Linked DNA regions of Triticum aestivum: region 2 is linked to region 1. Evidence: chromatin contacts called from public Hi-C data. All regions are on one chromosome and are shown on one strand. Each heading gives the region's core, a stretch centred on a gene start, on an enhancer-like site or on the middle of the called end of the contact. The rest is flanking DNA. Distances are from core to core; before and after follow the strand shown.

The links. Hi-C and Micro-C count contacts between places; a contact is called where the count stands out from the background.
Region 2: a contact with region 1 is called in a Hi-C map of leaf, with 3 times the contacts expected there. The contact joins the promoter of LOC123168484 here to the promoter of LOC123168027 in region 1. A contact is called at or near these places in 3 of 5 Hi-C or Micro-C datasets (leaf and root).

Annotation. Positions count from the first base shown.
Region 1 is chr7D:453,885,845-453,890,795 of IWGSC CS RefSeq v2.1, forward strand. It overlaps LOC123168027 (palmitoyl-acyl carrier protein thioesterase, chloroplastic), which reads left to right and starts at 2,500. Exons shown (of 7, transcript XM_044585890.1): 1 at 2,500-2,672; 2 at 3,098-3,661; 3 at 3,755-3,888; 4 at 4,274-4,387; 5 at 4,533-4,716; 6 at 4,806-4,874. The coding sequence starts at 3,158.
Region 2 is chr7D:454,059,146-454,064,096 of IWGSC CS RefSeq v2.1, forward strand. LOC123168484 (chitinase 2) reads right to left here and starts at 2,542. Exons shown (of 1, transcript XM_044586372.1): 1 at 1,418-2,542. The coding sequence starts at 2,535. The coding sequence ends at 1,618.

The sequences.
Region 1 (4,951 bases), core at 1,250-3,749:
TGGCAAAATTTCAGGGGAATGACTCCCAATCTTCCATCAAAATTGTAATTTCAGCAGCTGGATGACCATAAACTGGACGATCCACGTTGTCGGTCATCAGGGATGTAAGTGCTGGCGAGGAATCAGACTGCACGATGGCCGGATCTTCTGAATGTAACTTGGTAGCGCCATGCCTTGCATCAGTGCATGGACCCCAGCCTCCAAAGCATCATTACAATTGAATAAGAACCGGTATGCCGCAAAAATTATACTCCCATCCTGTCTTCCGAGGATCATACCAGCGGCAGCCTTGCCATGAGCGGCAGAAAAAGCACCATCTACTGAAAGAGCCACGTGACCAGCAGGAGGATGAGGGCATGGCAGGGAAGGTGATGAGGCGTTCATCGCCGGTGTTGGTAGTAAATCATCTCTGGTCATCTTTCCTTTAATATTTTTTTCTGTAGTATATTTCCTAAACAGCTGAAGCGACATCCAATAACTCTGTAGAAAGTCAGCAGATACTTCCGATGACGGAATATCCTTACCATGTACCAAATCCGTGCATAAGCACCATATGCGCCATATAAGCATGATGGTGCGAACTGACTCATTGCACCGAGAGAGGAGCGTGAGCATCCACTCATGCCCTGTAGCCACGAGGGCGGAACGAGCGGGCAGTGTCCAGACCTCCCACATAATATCCAACACACGCAATGCATATCCGCAAGTAGCAAGGGCAAGAAATGACCCTACATCTCCCTATCACACAAAGAACAAGAAGAACGTGTTGGCAGGTGCCTATAAGATTTACACTGGTTCGTTGCTAAGGCCCCCGACACCGCTTTACAGGCTATAATTTAATCTTTTGTGGTACGGACGCATTCCAAATAGAACGTCAAATAGAACGATTTCCCTCTGGATTTTCACTAAATGCACTAGCAGCAAATAATTCCTCATGGTCAAGTGGCCTTAAAAGGCCAAGTGATGGAAGTAGAATTGGCCCACATAGGCCCGTGTAGTGGAGGCACCCACTTTTTCCAAGTGGGGAGGCTGAATTGGACTAGGGAAGGAGCCCTAGACCGGCGCGCAAGGAGGGGCTCTTTCCCTCCTTGTGTGGCGTCCTCCCTCTCCCTCAAACCTATATATACTATAATCTAAAAAAACCTATATATACTAGAGGTTTTGACACTATTAGATACACAAGTTTTGGAGCCTCCTCTAGTTCTCTAGTTCTAGTTGTAGTTGGTCCTAGTTCATCAATTAGAGCCTAGCTTAGGTCCTCTAATCCTCATAATTAGAAGTTCGGTGTGATTCTAATCTTCTCCCTCTAATTCTCCGACGACGATTAGCTCTGCACAGCGAAGCGCTGCCGGATCGTGAAGACCGTACGCTTGCAACCAAGTAGAGAGGCCGTGCTTTCGGTCTTTCGTCCGAGGGATCGTTCGTGGGCAGTTTGCAGGATCTCATCTACGGTTCGAGGGACTCCAAGTACAATCTACACCGACTCGTCTACTTCCGTTGCTACTCGGAGTCGATAACGATTGTGATCCAAACCGTTTATGCATATTCATATTGTTCCTGGGTGTTCGTAGAGTGATTTTTTTTTGTTTTCTAATATTTTTTCCAACAGGACACGCCTTGAAGTTTGAAATAAATGTAGAAAAATGCCACCACCCGTGCCAAATTTAGGACTTGAACCTGGGTGAACAGATTCCACCATAAGGAACTTAGTCATCCGAGCTATGCATGGTTCGCTGCACGACATTATGCGTCATTTGGATCACAGATTCTAAGAACGCAGGAAAAGAAAAAAAACACAAGAATTGGATATTGATGCATATGTAAAGCAGAGGGTTGGAAAACGTAGAAATTTTGCAGGCTTGTGCGTTTGGTTCGCGGAAATCCTAATAATCAGTGAAATCATATCAAACCACATGAAAATGTATAATTAGCATGTTATTGTGCCACTACGAATCTCAGTCTTATTCTTCGTGTGTAGAATTTTGAAAGAGAGGTCCCGATGGATTATAAAATTCCTGCGTTTTTCCTCTGAATCCGAGACCACATAAATTTTTTCTTCACTTTTACTTTGCTACATTTCTTTGAACCAGAGGCTTGAATAGTCCCATCGTAGTATTTTTCCCCCTATTCTTATGCGTTTCTTTACTTTTCCTTTGATCCAAAAGAGACTTTAGAATGCTTTATGAATACATTTTTTTTGACATGTTTCTGAACAATATTTAATCCCACGGCCTTGGTCGCGCCACATGCATGCTATCCGCTTGATCTTACTATATTTCCCAATTTCCCACGTTTCTCTCCCGTGCCCGTGCCGGTGCCCACAGCACCAGCCACCACAGCGTTCATTACTCGAGGAGTGGACAGGTAGGATCACATCAACATCTCCTGTTTCGTACTCCATCCTATCCGTCCGTCCGCCCTCCAGACTCCAGGGAGTCCAGGGGCAGAACCGTCACCCCCCCTACAAAGCTGGTCTCCTTTTAAAGTCCGCGGTGGCAGAGCACACCCTACCCCTGTGACAGAGGAGAAAACAGAGGCACCCGGCCCCGCCCCGACACAGCGCGACCCAAGCCGCCAGAATACAAACCACCGCCCCGCCCGCCTCCTCTCCCCTCGGCGCCCGCGGCCGAGACCCGCCGCCTCCGTCGTCGTCTCCTCCTACCCCCGAAAAGGTAGGTCTCCTCGCCCCCACCGCACTCGTTCATTGGGGAGGGCGGTTCTTGGTCGGATACGCCCGGGAGCAACATGCGGCGAGGCTGTCGGTCCGGCGCCGCCTCTTTTCTGGGCGCTGCTTGGCTGTTCCGGACCCGGCAGCCGCGGATTCGCGGGGGGTTAGGATCTCTGCTGCCCTCGCCGGATCTCGAGCTTAGGAGGGGTTCGGGTGTTCCGTTTGGCGCCTCTTTTTTCCTGGCCTGAATCTTCTTCTCTTTTGCTCTGGTTGCCGTTACTGCGCGGTTCGCCTTCACCCTCGGTTCCTGCCCGTATGCTGCTGTTGTTGCCAGTAGTTAGCTTCCATGGCGCCTCTGCACTGCGCTTATGCTATTTCTTAGCTGTCTTTTTTTTACCGTTGCTGATGTTTTTCTTGTTTGAAATTCAGGCTGAGATCGCCGGTTCGCGGGCCATTTGATTTGGCGCGCGCTTTCTAGCCGTGCTTCCCATGGCCGGGTCCATCGCGGCCGCGGCCTTCTTCCCGGGGCCGCCGGCACCGCCGCCGCCCAAGAGCGCCCTCGGCGAGCGCCCGGACAGCCTGGACGTCCGCGGCATGGCCGCGAAGCAGGCCTCGTCGTCCTCCGCCGTGAGGGCCGGCAGGACGCGCGCCCACGCGGCCGTCCCCAAGGTGAACGGCGGCGGCGGCAAGTCGGCGCTGGCGGACGCGGAGCACGATGCCATGCCCTCGGCCGCGCAGCCGAGGACGTTCTACAACCAGCTGCCCGACTGGAGCATGCTCCTCGCGGCCATCACCACCATCTTCCTGGCCGCCGAGAAGCAGTGGACGCTGCTCGACTGGAAGCCCAAGCGGCCCGACATGCTCGTCGACACGCTGGGTTTCGGCACGATTGTACACGACGGCGTCATGTTCAGGCAGAACTTCTCCATCAGGTCCTACGAGATTGGGGCCGACAGGACGGCGTCCATTGAGACGCTCATGAACCATCTGCAGGTGAGTTTCTTGCCGCGGTTTCGAGGCGTAACAAGACTGCTCTATCTGGTTATTGGGCACTGACATATTTTTCTATTTTTGGGTGTGATGCAGGAAACTGCACTCAATCATGTGAAGGTCGTTGGGCTTCTAGGAGACGGTTTTGGCTCAACCCCGGAGATGAGTAAACGGAACTTGTTCTGGGTTGTCAGCCAAATGCAGGCCATCGTCGAGCGTTATCCATGCTGGTATATCTCACACACTAGCATTTCCCTTTTCCTTTTGTTCTCTTATATAATTTGAGCTTGAATAGGTTTTACAATAATCTTTGGAACAATCAGTGCGGTTAAGGGGAGTTTTCGAGTTGTTTAACAAATGAATGTGAAAGTGATGCTCCATAATAGCGTCTGCTTTATGTCATAATTATTAGGTCAGCAATTCCCACCTGTCATGGTGTGTGCAGGCAGCAGACTTTCAGTATTTGATGCAGAGAGGCCTTCTTTGAATCTCTTAGTGTCATGTGTTACATTTATTGGCAGATGTCAAAAACGTTTAATTTTGTTAGCTGAAAGTTGTATGTCGCCATAAGGAGTTGCTTTTTTATTGTTTTAATTCATTTGGTTTTCATTGCAGGGGTGACACTGTTGAGGTGAATACTTGGGTTGGCGCTCATGGTAAAAACGGGATGCGTCGAGACTGGCATATACGTGATTCTGTGACGGGCCATACAGTACTGAAGGCTACAAGGTTCAAATTTTGGTCACTCAGAGATAGCATCAATCACATATCCTTTCAGTATTAGCTAATGCTGCGTGGATTAGATTTGTTTTTCTTCTGCCCCACATATTCAGAGTCTGTCATCTATGCATTCTAATTTTCGTTAAATTTGCAGTAAATGGGTTATGATGAACAAGCTTACCAGAAAGCTTGCAAGAATTCCAGATGAAGTACGGGCTGAAATAGTGCCGTTCTTTTCTGAGTATGCTGCCATTGAAGACCAAGACCACCGAAAATTTCCCAAACTGCCAGAGTATGACCGTGCTACCTCAGCCAAATATGTCCGGACAGGCCTGACTGTAAGTTTTGCACACACATACAGTACAAGATTGCAAGTATATATTCTATCTTCTTATGCTGTTTACTTATTATCATATATATGATGCAGCCTCGGTGGGCTGATCTTGATATCAATCAGCATGTCAATAATGTTAAATACATTGGCTGGATCCTTGAGGTAAAAGACAAAGTTTCCCTTTCATGTGCATCTTTATTTATCGCTGAGACATAAAAAATTGCTTCTTGATTTGTAGT
Region 2 (4,951 bases), core at 1,292-3,791, 170 kb after region 1:
CTATTCGTACTTTGATCCAGAGATCGAGATCTATATAATCATTCATCTTATTGAGCCAAGCTACAATAATTTTCATATGGTATCCTTTCATATGAACTTTGTGTTGGTTGTTATCCATTTCAAATAGGCGAGTAATTCCCGCATGCGTGGAAATTTAGAGATTGGTGAGATTCGTTTGTGCCTAATCCTAATGATGATATATTTTCTGAGATTACTTGATTACTAAGTTGATTATCCATGGTAAGTGTAATGTGTGTTGTCCAAATTAAGGTTCTAGACAACACAATCGATAGACCTACATGGGTAAGCATTTATTGTCCAACAAATCTGTGACCTAAAATCAATCAGGTCCCTGCCAAAAAAATGAAAAGCAATCGGGTCCCTCCAGCGAGCTCCCAGCCGCCGTCCACCTCGCCTCCTTTCCCACCCCACTGGAGCTCCACCTCCACCTAGCGGCTGCCACGCCACCACCGGCGAGCTCACCTCCAGAGGGCATGAAGGCAGGGGCTGCCGGCGACGGGTGCCGCAGCGGTCGGGTCCCGCCGCCCCGCCGTGCCTTGCCTGCAGCCGCCGCCCCGACGTGCCTCGCCCGTGGCCGCCGCCTCGCCATGCCTCTCCTGCGCCACCTCCACGCCGTGCCTCGGCGGCCTTGAGGCGGCGAGATCCGGCAAGCCTCGTCGCCGACGAGCTTCTCCCCGGCGCGCCCCTTCACGACGGCGGCCACCCCGCACGCATTGGACGACGGCGGGGCGACGGAAGGGAGCTCCGCGGCGACGCCACGACTGCTCCCGGCGAGATCCTCACGGCGGGGCTGCTGGCCGGCGAGCTCCTTCGGCGGGGCTGTTGGCCGGCGAGCTCCGCCGCGTACAGCAAAGCAGCGGGGACGGCGCTGTTGTTGGCCGGCGAGCTCCTCGAGCTCCGGCGCGTACAGCAGAGCAGCGGGGACGGCGCTGCTGTTGGCCGGCGAGCTCCTCGAGCTCCGGCGCGGCTTGCCGACCGAAGGAGACAGCGTTGCCTTGCCTCGGGGACCCGATTGCTTTTTCAGAAAACTCACAGGAACCTGATTGCTTTTTCAGAAAACTTATAGGGACCGATTGCTTTTTTTACAAAACTTACGTGTAGGACCCACATGTAAGTTAGCGGTCAAACAAACGGTTCGTTTAGGTGCGGGCCCGACCTGTCATAAACCGGTTTAATTCCTTAGCCACGGATGTTTTGGGTTTTTTGAAACAGCCGACGCCGATTCTGGTAGTTATCAGTCACAAACAAATTTGTGGTAGTTTTTTAGAACCATAGAACGAAAAGTGGTAGTTTTATGCTATTTACTCACTGCCACAAGAAAAAAAAATTAGGCGTATGATGTATTGGCGGTCCCATACATACATCCATGCTTCACACTCACACGAAAGACACATCATGCAGAGCAAACCAAAGTAGGGTGCCGCTTATTCAAGCTCTTTTTTTTGCATGGTAATACCGCTTATTCAAGATTGAGTACGTACACGATATTTATTTAGTCCCCGTACATATCCGGGATACATGGCTTCGTACGTATATATGCTGTATGCAGCAAACTTGTCTTATTTGTGCGCCGCAGACATGGATAGAATCCACCACTTAGTGGTTGGCGACGATCTGCTGCGCCTGGGTCTCATACTTAAACCCGTAGGGGCTCATCTTAGAGCTATCCGCCGAAAAGATGAAGATCCCCGGCAGCTTGCCCTGCCGCTGGAGCTCCTTGGCCCCGCTGATGCCTTGATCCGGCGAGAGCAGGCCGGTGACGTCGCCGGTCTTGAAGCTGGCGAGCAACTTGGTGCCGCCGGAGCCGGGGTAGTTGCGCGCCTGCTCGTCGTAGAACTGCACGTAGTACTGGACGATGGTGTTGGCGCCGTAGCCGTAGAACTGGAAGTTGACGTAGTCGATGACGCCGGAGTACTTCCTCCACAGAGCCTGGTAGTACTTCTGGTTGACGGGGAGCTCGTAGGGCGCGATGGAGGTGCGGATGTTGGGGAAGCGGGCCTTGAGCTGGGTGAGCAGGCGGCCGATGCCCTCCACGAACGTGTCGACGTCGGTGCCGAAGTGCTCGTAGTCCACGTCCACGCCGTCCAGCCCGTACTGGTTGATCATGGCGGAGAGGGAGGAGACGGCGTTGGCCACCCACGAGTCGACGGAGGTCGGGGCGTAGGTGGCGTTGACGCCGGTGTTCTGGACGGTGTCGCCGCCGAGGCTGACCATGGTGCTCAGGTTAGGGTGGGCCGCCTTGGCGGCGGCCATGGCGGCGGGGGTGAGGTTGCCCGTGTCCCAGAACGGCTTGAAGACGCCGTTGGTCGGCGTGGGCTTGGACTGCTGGCTCGCCAGGTAGTCGATGGCGAAGGCGAGGATGAAGTGGAAGCTGACGCCGGTGTTGACGGGCACGTCGGAGAACCGGACGCCGGTGAACTGCGCGCCGATGTACTCCCGGAAGAGGTACCCGTTCGTCATGGCTAGCTCAACGGATCGAATGAAATCTAGCTCAGTGGATGGAATGGCATGCATGCTCAGGCATTCTCCGAATTTATAGCGGCTGTGCGCTGACTCGCGTGTGGCCGCTTGCATGCCACGTACGTCCGGAGCGAGTCAACAATGGCGTGCTGCTAGTTTCCGCATCCGTGAGAAGTGTCGTTGTTTTGACGGATCTTCGCGGGCGACGCGCGGGAACATCACACGTTTAGCTCTCATGGCAGCGGTTCTGTGCCTGTGGCTTAACGCTCGAGAGATTTCCATGCTCCGAAGTTGATGACAGTACACCGAGGCGACTACGACATCACATATCCGTTCAGATGTGGAAATTTCAGACTAGATTACACTGGACGAGATCGCCAAGCGCGAATTTCCGTTTCCCACGTGGGTTGTCGGCACATTCTCTTCGCCCGGGCATTAATTTGTTAGGCCACTTTCCAACATTTTTTTTTGTTAGGCCACTCTTACGCGTAGAATTCCACCTTACACTAGCATACGGTATTGACCCTGCGTACAGGATGTCAAAGTTTTTTCCAGTTACCATAATGAAGGCACATGCATGGTACTATCACTGAGTGTGACGTCAACAAATTTTAGCATGGAGTATTGCAGTGTGACCTCTTAAACCATCTCACTCACGTATCGCGTGGATCCTAGGTGGTACGAGCGAGGGCCCTAGGCCCAAACATAATACAATTTTTTTACGAATTTATATAATGCTCCCCAAATTTCAAGGAAATGAATAAATCAGGAAAATTAAAAATGTTCCTAATTTCTACAAAGTACATGAATTTCAAAAACTTTATGGATTTGAATTTTTTTTGGCAGATTTAAAAATTGTTCATGAAATGGAAAAAAGTACACGGATTTTAACAAAAATCATCAATTTGGAAAAAATTTAAAATTGTTTCAGATTTTCATCATAAAAGTTAACGCAAAAGGTTCACAAATTTTAAAACTATTTATGAGTTTCAAAAAAGTTCACGAGTTTGAGAAAGTGTTTGTGGATTTGATTTTATTAGGTAAATAAAAAAAGGAAAACCAAGATTTTTTTTTTTTGAAAAAACCAGTTCATCAACAATTCTAGAACCTTCTCAAAACTGGTAAGAGAGAAAAGCCACTAAATCGGCCGATCCAGATTGCATCGTTGCATTCCCTGAGGTGCGCATTTGCGCGGTATTTGCAATGTGGCGTGGGGGTGGGGGGGGGGGGGGTTATGTGCCAGGGCGCTTCCCAGCGACCTACGCGCCATAAAGGAACCGCCCCCTGATTTTTTTTTTGAGAAGAAGGAACCACCCACTGATATGTCTTGCTTCACGCGAGATGAAGCGAGCGCTCGCGTCAACCAGTGCCCATAATGGGCCGGCCCATAGGGGACCACGGGCATCCGGCGTTTTATTTTCTTTCTTTCCTTGTGTTTTCCTTTTTGTATTTTGCTTATATTTCATAATATTCTAGTTATATGTACAATAAAACCATTTTACATACAGAATTGAAAAATGTTAAACACGCATTTGAAAAATGTTAAACTTATATAGTGAAAATGTTTGTCATGTATATGAAAAAATAAAATGTGCAAGAAATAATTTGACCATGTATTTAAAAAATGCTACTCAAGCTCTCATGGCAGCGGCTCTGCTTCGGAGCCTGAGGCTTAACACTGCAGAGATTTCCATGCACCGAAGTTGAATACAGTATACCGAGGCGACTACGACATCACACAGATGATATCCGTTCTGATGCGGAAACTTCAGACTAGATTACAATGGACGAGACCACCAAGCGCGAATTTCCGTTTACCTCGTGGGTTGTCGGCACATTTCTCCGACATTAATTTGTTAGGCCACTTCCCAGCAAATTATTTTTGTTAGACCACTTGTACGCGTAGAATTCCACCTTACACAAACATACGGTATTGACCCTGCGTACAAGTTTTTTCCAGTTACGATAATGAAGGCACATCCATGCATGGTACTATCACTGAGTGTGATGTCTTAACAATTTTTTTTATAATGAAGTATTGGAGTGTGACCTCTTAAACCATCTCACACACATATCGGGTGGATCCTGGGATGAGCGAGGGCCCAAGGCCCAAACACATACAATTTTTTTTATGAATTTATGAAATGTTCCCCAGATTTCAAATAGTATTCATGAATCCTAAAAAATTTCACGAATTTCTAAAATGTTCCCAATTTTTAAAAAGTACATGAATTTAAAACAATTATGGATTCGTTTTTTTGGCATATTTGAATTTTTGTCATGAATTCAAAAAAGTTTACTGATTTTAAAAAATCATGAATTTGGACCAAATTTAAAAATTGTTTGAGACTTCCATAAAAGTTCATACAAAAGGTTCACAAATTTAAAAATTATCAGTGATTTTCTAAAAAGTTCATGAGTTTGAAAACATGTTCGTGGATTTGAAAAAAAAGGAAAAAGTTAAGAAAAA